Linked DNA regions of Zea mays: region 2 is linked to region 1. The links are chromatin contacts, called in public Hi-C maps. All regions are on one chromosome and are shown on one strand. The core of a region is the stretch at or near the end of the contact, and the rest is flanking DNA. Distances in the headings are between cores, read along the strand shown.

Region 1 (6,163 bases), core at 3,509-6,008:
TATTCATTAATACAAGATTGGCAGAAGAGGGTATCTTTAAAGGCAAAAACTGCTATGCAATCAAGCTACCAAAAGTCATGATTTTTTTTTTAAAAAGAATATAATTGTACTTCATTGTTTACTCTACCAATATATAAAGTTTACGTTCTAATTCATTCTATGTTAAGAGATATAAATAAGAGAATTATATCATTTTTCTCCTTTTTATATCTCCTAACATAGGATGAATTAGAATACAAAATTTAATATATTGGTAGAGTAAATAATGAAGTACATATATAATTCTTTTGAGAATTTTTTATGACTTTAATTTGATGGCACGACGATTGCACGAGAATCTTGATTGCATAACAGTTTTTGCCATCTTTAAATGTTCCATTCTTAATAGTGTTCAGTAGTGCTTGGTAATGTGGAATTGGATGTATTGTCTACTTGCTGGTTTGTCTTGTATGCCATAGTGATGACATCTCATAAAGCATGGCCCTTCTAACCATTCTTTCATAAAAGTAAAGTTATCCGCAAACATCACCTTCATCCTGTTTTGAGATTTTTTATTTGTTTAGCTTTTTTTTCTTTGTTTGAAGAAATAAAGTAAGACTGTATACTCACTATTTAAAAAAAAACTGTTGAGATTCTTCAACTGAGTTTGACATCAGGATCCAAGCAAAGGATGAGCAGTAACACAATCATAATCTATTTATTTCTTTTATAAGCAATTATATCACTGACATTGATGTGTAACAAAGTATCTTGATAGGAACATGTGTATGTAGAGCTTTTCACGTACATAGAACTGCACACAATTGCAAACTTTATAGTTCTTGTAAGTTGGATTTAGTAATAGACATATATCTATATTACTGAAGCAACCTGAACTGCTTGTGTACCAACCGACCTAGCGAAACTCTGATCTGGGATGGTGACTTGTGCTGTTTGATCCATGCTTTTCAGATGATGAAGCGACCTTGGTCATCTCCGTTTGAGGGTGAAGCTGGGCTGCTGCTGCTCAGCAACTCTTCGATCATTTGCAGTGCGATCCTCTCCTCCTCATCCATCGGCGTGGCTGGTGGAGCAGTTGTTGCTGATGTGGACTGTGATGCAGCATCAGTGGATGCTGCATCTTTGTTGAGCTCCACTGTCATGACCCAGTTGGAGTCAGCACGGGCTCCTGCACGCTTCTGCCAAACACCAATGTGGGACTTCTCAGGGTCAAGGCGGAGACAGGTCAGGGACGGTGATGGCGCCTTGCAGCATTTGCGGAGCTTCGCACTGAGAATCTGGGACAGGTTGGTGGTAGAGGAGCCGCTGCTGAAGTTGCTGCGGGCGTCCCTTCCCGCAGCTGGGGTAGGCTCCCCTGTGCTGCTTCTTTGGATTGGGAAGTTGGTCTTGGCGTTGCGTCCGCTCATCAGCACAGCAGCCTCATCATATGCTCTCGCTGCCTCCTCAGCCGTCTCAAAGGTACCCAGCCAGACCCTCCTCTTACTGTACGTATCACAAAAAGATACATGCATTGCAATTCAGAATTATGGTTGCATCAGTAGTTTATGTTCCCTAAAAATTAGAGGGACGGAGGCCTTACAGGAGGGGATGCCTGATCTCAGAGACCCAGGAGCCCCAGTGGCGCTGCCGGACTCCACGAAACTTCTTTGGCTGTACCATTTTCCTGGAGTGGAGATTCTCTGTCATGGAGAAGGACACAGGAGGCAGAGATGAGCTCTGCTGGGGCGCCTATGAAGTGAAGTGTGTGTGGCCGTGTGGGGGAGGAACGGGCTGGTTTGAGTGAATATAAACTGCCCAGCCTGTACTTGCTTCTGCAGTGAGTGATAAATGTGGTTAGCTGCGTAGGTAGTAAGAGAGGAAAGGAGTGGAGAATATGTCTGGACCTAGTTTTCACTCACCAGTCACCAAGCCACCTTGATAGAAGGCGGCATACACTGACTGGAGAGCAGGGGTGCTGGGGCCAAGAGCAGTAGACCAAGCGTGCGTCAATGGATAAAACTATAGAGGCAAAAGATGAGGGGAGGGGCAACTGAAGGGGGGGCCACATGGTGTCTGCAGGTGTGGGCTGTCGGTGAACTGTGTGTATGCATAGCATAACCACCTTCCCTGCTAGTACAGTGGTAATAAACACTCTCACCTACACCCATGGCTGCCACATTTATTTGTGGGGCAACCCTAAGTTGATCCACATAGTCCTAGTAGTAGTTTATGTAGGGTTAATGTACATCTGTTTTGGATAACTTCATCTCTTTTTCCAGAGCTACTGGGGCCAATCATATTGTTGAGTATCACTGGAAGCGTGGACACTGCGGCAAAGCATATAGGTAAGACTTGTGCTGAAACTTAGGGTGTTGGAATATTTACTGCATATTTTTGAGATAACGTCAAAATTCTTTTGCTTCATTTGGAATCTCTAGTCGTGTTCCGTCACCCAATTTTTTCTCTATAAATATGTAATGGGATGTTGAAATTTACAGTGAATTGTTCTTGAACTGAATATAGATTGTGTGTTTAGAGTGATTTCAGTGCGACCTGTGTATGAGAATTGACAAGGGTGCCTTTGTCCTGGGGTGTTAGTTCTGGAATTGCTTGGAGATGGTTGGCATTTAAGCTTGTCTGAGGTAGCTGCAGGTACAGACTGGTGATGATGATGGTGTGTGCTCAGTTGATGGATACTTGTTCAATGAAGAAATATAAAAGTTTTTTTTTTCTGTCACTTATAATATGGGAGTAGACTGAACTGTTGTTCAGTGGAGAATTTGATAGTATGTTTACATTTTGGCTTCGCTATATTCTCACAATAGAAATCAGGTTGCAAAATGGTTATGAAGTTAGGCTATAATAATCTGTCTACACGTAACTTCATTTCTTCTCCATTGAACATCTCGTGTGCTTCGGTTTGTAGAAAATTTCATTTCATTTCACTTGAACTTGGCTTTCTTTCGTTAACCTCTGAAACTATCCACAAGACGGTAGCTCTAAAGGTTTATGGTAGTCTGCTTCAGCAATAAGCTTACTCTTGTCTTAGGATGACAAATGTTTATAGTAAGATCAGATCCTTCGCTGTATCCAAACATTCTAATAATTTTGGGTTCTTTGAAAGGGAGCTGGAGTCTTTGCTGAAAATGTTTGGTTGCAGATTACGACTTTGCACACTTAAATGTTGTGTTCCCTCTCCCACAACTTTCCCGTTTGGGTGCTTTCCAGAAAAAAAAACTGTTGCCATTTTGTTTGGAAGTATCAGTTTGCACGCATTGTTTGGATGTGAAGTATCTTAATGGTTTTGACTGGGGTTTTTCAGCAAGTCACACCTTGGAATATCTTTCACAGCCGTGCTTTTTTAGAAAGGGAGAAAAAGAAAAAAAAAATCAGTTACGGGTGAGCTCGTGGTCATGCCGTGCGCTCGTATTTCTAAGCCGAGCCATTTGCATGAATGAGGTGCTAGGCTTTCCTGTGATACCAAAATGAAGCGTCGGTCTGCAATAAATCGGTAAGCTGTGGGTCATATTTTTACCAGGCGAGCAACTGCCCCCGTTGCTACAGAAGTTAAGCTGTGTAAAATAAAAAGGTGAAATAAATTGATTGAGTCTGTTGCCCTTGTCGAGTTAATTAATGAGAAACAGGTACCTGCAGTACATCTACGGTGGGGATGTCATGTGTCAGTCGATCACCTCTGACTGGAGCATAAGAAGGTTCTGTGAGATCTTGTCCTCTGACACTGTCTGGTACGTACACCCTTTTCTCACGCATTGTGCACAGGTGTATCTTTAAAAATTGCCGGTGGAGTCAAAAGAAAATAGGAGCATGCAGTGCACTGTATTTTATTTGGATTTGAAGCCCCTGCATGTTTGGCAGCAGTTATCTGTTCCTCAGCTCCTGTAACCTGAGGCGCATCTCGGAGTCCGAATTATTATTTTTAATCATCACCTACGTTAGAAATGAATCTGTTTGATGTTGCCTAGGCGCAGTGGACAGAGAGGTAAGGTTCTTTTTGGGACCATATATATGACTAAGCTGGTCTCCCCAAATCATTCCCGGCAAAATCATGGACCTTAGCGAGGAACCGGAAGCTGCTTGGTTTTCTTTCTTTCTTTCTTTTATGTATATGTTTGTATTCTGTATAGATTATTAATCCGCTCAAAGCGGCAAACCGACATGCATGGTATAGTAAAATATGAATATACTAGTACTATAGATAAGTTCCAGCATCATCGCAAGAAAAAAGAAATGCGTTGGAAAACGTTGGGAACTTGGAATCTGTTACTACGTTGTAGTAGTCCTCCATATCCACATTAATGGTACCTCCATCCCTGGAGGCTGGAGCGGTAGACAATACCAAAAAAAAAAATGCAGTCTACTAATCTGGCAGTGCAGAGATGGATTATTAGTGTTGACAAGAGTTGTAGTAGTTGGGCACTTTCCAGTCTTTACATGCATGGGTCCGTCATCATCAGTAGATTAGAAAGCCGGCCGGTTGTCCTACTCTCGTCTCGTGCGGAGATCAGTAGATCTGAACTGGGCATCAAAGTGTGGGTTGGTGAAAGGAGGGGCAAGTAGGATATGGTCAGCTGTGCCGTAATTGCACGGTTTTGCCCTAGCAACTACTCGCCATCTGTTTTTAACTTTTGTTGTTATCTTTCCTTGGAAAGCTGAGGCCGCAAGGACAAATCTGGGGACAGCGCAATAAAGCTGGCTTTAATCACTCGGATCCACTCCAACCGTAGCTTTCTCGTGCGTGGTGGAGTGTGGATCGAGCCAGCGGCCATGGCGCGCCACAGCTAGCCTACCACGCCCATGGGTCTGGGGGGTCTCTTTTAGCCTCCTCCAACTGCATCCCCTCGCAAAAAAACAGGCTGGCCGGGCCAGTTCGAACGCTGTGCTCCAGGCATGTGCTCACATGACAGACTATATAGCAGTAGTACTGGTGTCTAGTACTTGATTAGGGAGCACACGTGCGTGTTTGACCAGTGGTAATTTCCATGTATGTCGAGTGGCTTGCTCGCGCGGATGGATTTCCAAAAGCTTATTAGCCTTTTTCTTCTATGTACCGACAAACAATCCCTGAGCTTACACACTCTAGCCTCAGGACATGCATGGTTCCGTTGTGATCGATCGGACCGGACGTCGACCTCTTTGGCAACTAATTAATCAATGCAAAGTACATCAAAAACACATACTACATGGTAATCAAGCCTGTATCAATACCACGCACCTAGAAAGAATGAACCTTGAAAAATAGGTTCATACATACATCTATGCCAATCTCTAATTCATAAAAACTATTTATTATTCGCAAGTCAAGTGAGCATCAAGTGTGCCAGTGTGGGCAGCAAAATAAGCAGGGCCCAAAATGGCCTGTTGATCGGACCACATATCGCATTGGGCAGCCCAGGAAGCTGAGGACTCACTGGGTTTGAATGGCACATTGCATAGGAATCATCGAGATGGATGGATGGATGGATCAGTGGCATCCATTTCCGGATGAGACAACGTGAAAACGTCGTCTTACGTACCTAGCCAAGACAAGAGCGACTGACGTGCGTACGTGCGTACGCTACGCTACGCATTTTGGTCAGCGATTAATTAAACAATAAATACTCCTATTGATAGACATCGGTCGTTACATTAAGCAATTAAGTTAAGCATGGTTACTCCGTCTTTGTCGTCCGTTATTAGAGCGTAGTAGGCCGTAGGCGATGGATGGTGTGCATGAGACTATATATATATAGTGAGAGAACTAGCTACTACGTAATAGTAGACACGGCCGAGAGAATCCGATGTACTCTAACAAATTTATGAGCTAGTGTCCTTTATTTTCTGCCGCGGCTAGCCGCCGGCCGGCCGGTTTCTCGGTTCCATCGACGACGCTGATTGCATCCAAAGAAAGAGAGAGAAAGAGATGAGAGAAGGAGAGAGAACGACAGCACACAAGACGCAGCACGTACGTTTCACGAATCTGGTTCCTAGATTCACCATTCTGATGAACTTAGATTCTATGAAATCTAAACTGTTTAATAAATTTGTTTAGGGTAGAATTGTTTCCAATGAATCTAAAGTTCGGTAAAGTTGTCTCGAAAGATGGCGTAGCTTGGGCCGTCGTTGTTCCCGGCGTCGCCGTTGTTTAAAATTCGATGGTTCGGTACCTGCATTGGGTCGCCGTCGT
Region 2 (6,065 bases), core at 1,421-3,920, 160 kb after region 1:
AATAGAAGTTCTATACAAAATAAATAAATAATTACATTATAAGGAGACAACGGTCTAGCAACCCAAAGTTGACTGGGAGACGACGGCCTAGATCTCTCTCACGAACTCATCGCATCATCCTCCATGCGCCTCATCCTGTGGTACCTGTTCTTGACCTGTGGGGGGGTGTGAGACAGCAAGAGTGAGCTCACATACGTTCATCGCTCAACAAGTTGTGGGGAATAATGTGCATGAACTCGCCAAAGGTGGGAGCTCACGTGAAGTGTAAGGCTTACCAAAGAGGATGGTTAGAGCTGAGCATTGCTTTTAAAGTTGGTCAAAATTTTATTAGCAATTACTAAGTATAAGTAAATACCAACCCAATTAAGTAGTAGAACAAAAGTAACAACATCACCTGCGATGCAATGCATATGACAAATTGAATTTAGTTCCATAAATTAATCATCAGAGAGTCTTGAGCTGCTCATGACCGTGAGCTCGGCTAGTATACCAGTTTTACACTCTGCAGAGGTTGTACCCTTTACCCACAAGTCATGTTACCCATCTGCCAAGGGATCGCGACTTCCCATACACCTCTACCAAGGAGGCGAGGCAGGGTAACACTACGAGGCCTTTACAAAGTTCCACTAGCTTCAGAAAACCCGCTACAGTTTATAGGAAGCTCCAATGCAGGGTTCTTGCCTGACCGCCATCGCAGCAAAATCAACCAAGGACCTCCCTACACTGACCACTCCCCTACTGCCCTTGCCCCTTTCGGGTAAGGTAGTCCTCCACTAGCTTTCCTAATTAATCAGCCAAGGGCGTCCATAAACCCTTGTGGTGGCACGTGTTTCTCAAGTTAAGCTCTATGTTCCAATTAACATTAATGATCTTGACATGAACATAAATAGAATAACAAAATAACTGGAACATAGATATGATAAATAATTATCCCAAATCCATGTAAAGCAATAGCAAACTACCCAAGTGATTCAGGGGTAAACAAGGTAATGAGATAAACAATCTAGGGTAACCTATTGGGTCCCATCAAAATTAACCTATGCATGAATAAATGATATTAAAGAACATTATTGGGTAAAAAGTGGTCAAGGGCACAACTTGCCTGGGACTTGAGATTCCAGATACCAGGGTGTTTAATTCCTCGTGACCTCACTGCTAGTCGTAGCAATACAAACAAACATGGTATAGATAAAAATAACATCACACCATACATAAGAAAAAACTGAATAATAATGATCTACGTTTTGCTACGAGATCGCGGGAACGAGAACCACTAAATTCGGAGTTACGGTTAAGGAGTTATGATCTTATGGAGTCATTTAATGCCTCGTATAGATTAATTCAAGTGGACAATTTTAAATCTAAGTTTCATGTCAAAACAGTGTTACTAGATGATAAACAATATTAAAACAAAATTAATGGAATTGGAATGGATCAATTTGGACCTAATATGAATTTTCTATGAATTATACAAATTCTAGGAATTGTTTTCATATTAAAAACTCATTTACTAATTCATTTTTCCTGATTTCCCAAGTCTCTGGACTGCGCCTTAAATAACAGAAAAGGAAAGGGTCTCGGCGCAAGAAACCCGAGACACAGTGAATAGCTAAAGTGGATGGCGCGTTTATTTCCTATAAACAAAGGGGTTCTTCTGTAAGTTCGACATCGTGAAGGGGTGTGGATCGAGATTAGCCGTCAGATCTAAATTCCGCGGCCAGGATTAGATCTAGCAGCGAATGAACCGGTAAGCGACGAGAACCATTGGATCTGAAATCAATGGTGAGGATTTTATTACTCTAGGTCTATTTCTAACCGTTCGTTCTCGATCAAATCTTGTTCGCACGATCACCGATCGACGTCCACACAGCTCCCCTACGAATTCCACCCCGTTTTCCCCCAGCTACCGCCGCGACGGCGCCACCAGCATACACGGTGGTGGCCATGGCCGGAAATGGCCAGATCGATATTCCGGCCACGAAATTCACATCCCGATAGCTCCACACGATGTTGCAGTCACGACGAAGATGGGGGTTAGTTCCTCGCCTGAGATGATGTCGAGACGAGCCGCAGCCATGGAGCAGTGCGGCCCGCGGCGACGTCCTGCGCTCCGGTGAGGAATTCTCCGGACCCAAGTGACCTGCGCATCCAAGGAATGGCACGGACGAGCACCATGAATGTCGGCGGACCTCCGAGACCCATCCCGAGCATCGGTCGGGCGCAAATTCGGAAGTCGAGTGCGGCAATGGCGAGAGAGGTAATGAAGGAGCTGCCGGTGGCTTTGAGTGCAATGGAGAGAACGTCACGCGTATAAATACTCAAAGACCCGGCTAAATAGTCTAGCGGGTTGCGCGCGGGTTGGCGAACTAATCCCGAACAACGCGGCGGAGCACACGATGCACATGCCGTTTTCGGTTCTGAGCACGAAGCGGAGCTAGCCCCGGGTCAGCAGCGAGAAAATCGGGGAGAGGTTGCGCGGTTCATGGGCGACAATCCGAGAAAACTACCGGTAGTCACAAGGTGGCCTGTGTGCCCAGATTCTCCGTCGTCGTGGTACGGTGACGGACATTGCAGAGTCCGCCGTGGCGCCTGGTCCAACTGGTGCTGTGCGGGGAAGGAGAAGATACCCTGTCGTCCCGGGCCCACCAACCAGTGAGAGCACGGTGTGCGCCCCGGTGAAGGCAAGCTGGGCCGCACAGTGAGGTAAGCGCTGGGTTAATCACAAGATTTCGGCCCAAGGATTTCTGTTTTCTTATATTTTCTATTTTGTTTTCAAAACTATCTTTTGATTTCAAATATGGTTATATGTTTCCAACAGTTTAAATGCACAACTTAAAACTTATCAGCATGGATGCAAAATTGTATTGATATAATTACTTTATTAATTTATTTATACCATGTGGTGAAAATAAAATATACAGTCATAATTTACTTCAAGAAAATGATGTTTTGGATGACATTCAAGATTTCTATATTTATTGGTTATTTGAAGAAAAGTCGTTTCTATTGTATAACCTCTATTTAAAAGATTCTCTAACATCAATCTTACAGAGCACTTATAAAATTCCACAAGGGATAACTTAATGTATATAAGATTTTTTTTATAAAAACATATCTATTTTTGGTTGTAGTAAAAGAAATGAGGAAATTCCTTGCTAGAAGATATTTTCGTTCCATTATTTTGAGAAATATTTATAAATCCTAAAGTAAAATTTTAAGATGCTACAAATTCTACCCCCCTTACAAGAAATCTCGTCCTCGAGATTTGTAAGAAAGGAATGCAGCCAATTTGGTTTGAAATTTAGTTTCTCATTTGGTTTAGGAATCAAAAGTTTTGTTTAAAGTTTTTTTTATACACGTTAGTAGATGATTTGGAAAATATGGATATATATATGTCTAGCCATTTATTAGGTCAGACGAGGTACGGTTATGGCAAGTATAGGTTGTGGCAAGGAAGAGTATAATAAGGAAAGACTTCATCTAGAACTGTGGATCTTGATTCCACTGACGATTCAACTTGATCTTTGAAGACTTGAGTTGATGCTTATCCTTCTTTGACATGGTTGGTCTTCTTTGGCCTTTCTTCTTGGAGTTGCCATCCGAGTTAAGGACATATAGTTAGGATATATGTGAGTAGGATGGATTATATGGTGTAGGTAGGTTAGAATCTCTTGCTAGGTTATAATCGAGGGGTTATGCAACTATCGGATGGTTAAGGTAGTTGCATATGGCCAAGTCGGTCTGTCGTTCTTATTTTAGTGCAGGGTGAACTAAGTTAAGACATGTTCTATAGGAGTAGAGTCTAATCTATTTCATCAATATTATCTAACATGTTTGATAAGTCACTTTAGATTAGATCAAATCTAGGTTAGATTTTTATGATTAGATAGAGTAGATAAGATCTCATTAATTTGTATTAGATCATGGTTGTTATTTTAGAGTGGGATAAATATATTAATTATGGCAAGATGAATCCATAGGGATAAGGTAGAATCTTTTGAGGTCAGTTACATCTATTAGGGTGGCATAAGATCTTTTCAAGATAAGATGAATATCTTTTAAGATAAGGTGGATCCATTAGGCTTGATATATTTTTAATAGGGCATATTCTGTGTTGTCTATTTTAAAAATATTTTTCCTTATGTCTAGGTGTATATGCAGATGCAATTGTGGACATTACTCCACAACCCATCACACTCAATCAAAGATCCAAATCAGACATGTATCACAAGAACAAACATTCAAGCACATAGATACTTATAAAAATAGTTTTGTTTTTGTTCCTAAGAGTAGGTTTCCTATTCCTAAAGGTCACTTTAGGCACAGGATTTCAAAGTGTGAAATCCACATTTGTCTTTAGAAGGAAAAGGTAAGAATAATCAGAGTAAAGCAGAAATGGATGAGAAAAGATTAAGAAAAGTTTAGAAAGAATTAGAGTTAGCAAAGGTAAGTAGATAATGGTTGTCCAGTTCTATCTAGGTTTCGTCCTACAGTCAACATTCCTCTGATACCACTTCTGTCACACCCGGATTTCAGGGGCATTAAGACCCGGGCGCGAACATAATCACCAGGTGTGCTGGGACCAAGTCTCACACATATGATGAATCATGGCACAGGATCGAATGTCACATCTTTACTATATAATAGAAGTTCTATACAAAATAAATAAATAATTACATTATAAGGAGACAATGGTCTAGCAACCCAAAGTTGACTGGGAGACGACGGCCTAGATCTCTCTCACGAACTCATCGCAGCATCCTCCATGCGCCTCATCTTGTGGTACCTGTTCTTGACCTGTGGGGGGGTGTGAGACAGCAAGAGTGAGCTCACATACGTTCATCGCTCAACAAGTTGTGGGGAATAATGTGCATGAACTCGCCAAAGGTGGGAGCTCACGTGAAGTGTAAGGCTTACCAAAGAGGATGGTTAGAGCTGAGCATTGCTTTTAAAGTTGGTCAAAATTTTATTAGCAATTACTAAGTATAAGTAAATACCAACCCAATTAAGTAGTAGAACAAAAGTAACAACATCACCTGCGATGCAATGCATATGACAAATGGAATTTAGTTCCATAAATTAATCATCAGAGAGTCTTGAGCTGCTCATGACCGTGAGCTCGGCTAGTATACCAGTTTTACACTCTGCAGAGGTTGTACCCTTTACCCACAAGTCATGTTACCCATCTGCCAAGGGATCGCGACTTCCCATACACCTCTACCAAGGAGGCGAGGCAGGGTAACACTACGAGGCCTTTACAAAGTTCCACTAGCTTCAGAAAACCCGCTACAGTTTATAGGAAGCTCCAATGCAGGGTTCTTGCCTGACCGCCATCGCAGCAAAATCAACCAAGGACCTCCCTACACTGACCACTCCCCTACTGCCCTTGCCCGTTTCGGGTAAGGTAGTCCTCCACTAGCTTTCCTAATTAATCAGCCAAGGGCGTCCATAAACCCTTATGGTGGCACGTTTTTCTCAAGTTAAGCTCTATGTTCCAATTAACATTAATGATCTTGACATGAACATAAATAGAATAACAAAATAACTGGAACATAGATATGATAAATAATTATCCCAAATCCATGTAAAGCAATAGCAAACTACCCAAGTGATTCAGGGGTAAACAAGGTAATGAGATAAACAATCTAGGGTAACCTATTGGGTCCCATCAAAATTAACCTATGCATGAATAAATGATATTAAAGAACATTATTGGGTAAAAAGTGGTCAAGGGCACAACTTGCCTGGGACTTGAGATTCCAGATACCAGGGTGTTTAATTCCTCGTGACCTCACTGCTAGTCGTAGCAATACAAACAAACATGGTATAGATAAAATTAACATCACACCATACATAAGAAAGAAACTGAATAATAATGATCTACGTTTTGCTACGCGATCGCGGGAACGAGAACCACTAAAATCGGAGTTACGGTTAAGGAGTTATGATCTTATGGAGTCATTTAATGCCTCGTATAGATTAATTCAAGTGGACAATTTTAAATCTAAGTTTCATGTCAAAATAGTGTTACTAGATGATAAACAATATTAAAACAAAATTAATGG

What was found. A called contact is a pair of places that touch in the nucleus more often than the background predicts.
Region 2: a Hi-C map of ear shows a contact between it and region 1, with 3 times the contacts expected there. The contact joins two enhancer-like sites. A contact is called at or near these places in 2 of 25 Hi-C or Micro-C datasets (ear and endosperm).

What each region holds. Positions count from the first base shown.
Region 1 is chr5:116,510,538-116,516,700 of Zm-B73-REFERENCE-NAM-5.0, forward strand. It overlaps LOC103626807 (DEAD-box ATP-dependent RNA helicase 41), which reads left to right. Exons shown (of 7, transcript XM_035959112.1): 6 at 952-1,458; 7 at 2,259-4,205. EREB46 (Ethylene-responsive transcription factor WIN1) reads right to left here and starts at 1,758. Exons shown (of 2, transcript NM_001155213.1): 1 at 1,580-1,758; 2 at 672-1,482. The coding sequence starts at 1,686. The coding sequence ends at 948. Within about 2 kb of position 4,759, at least 19 of the 20 cell types and tissues checked have an H3K27ac peak or open chromatin away from gene starts, as enhancers often do. A contact at or near this core is called in ear, where this site is marked.
Region 2 is chr5:116,670,516-116,676,580 of Zm-B73-REFERENCE-NAM-5.0, forward strand. No RefSeq gene overlaps it. Among protein-coding and RNA genes, the nearest start is that of EREB46, 160 kb to the left of the region's middle. Within about 2 kb of position 2,671, at least 9 of the 20 cell types and tissues checked have an H3K27ac peak or open chromatin away from gene starts, as enhancers often do. A contact at or near this core is called in ear, where this site is marked.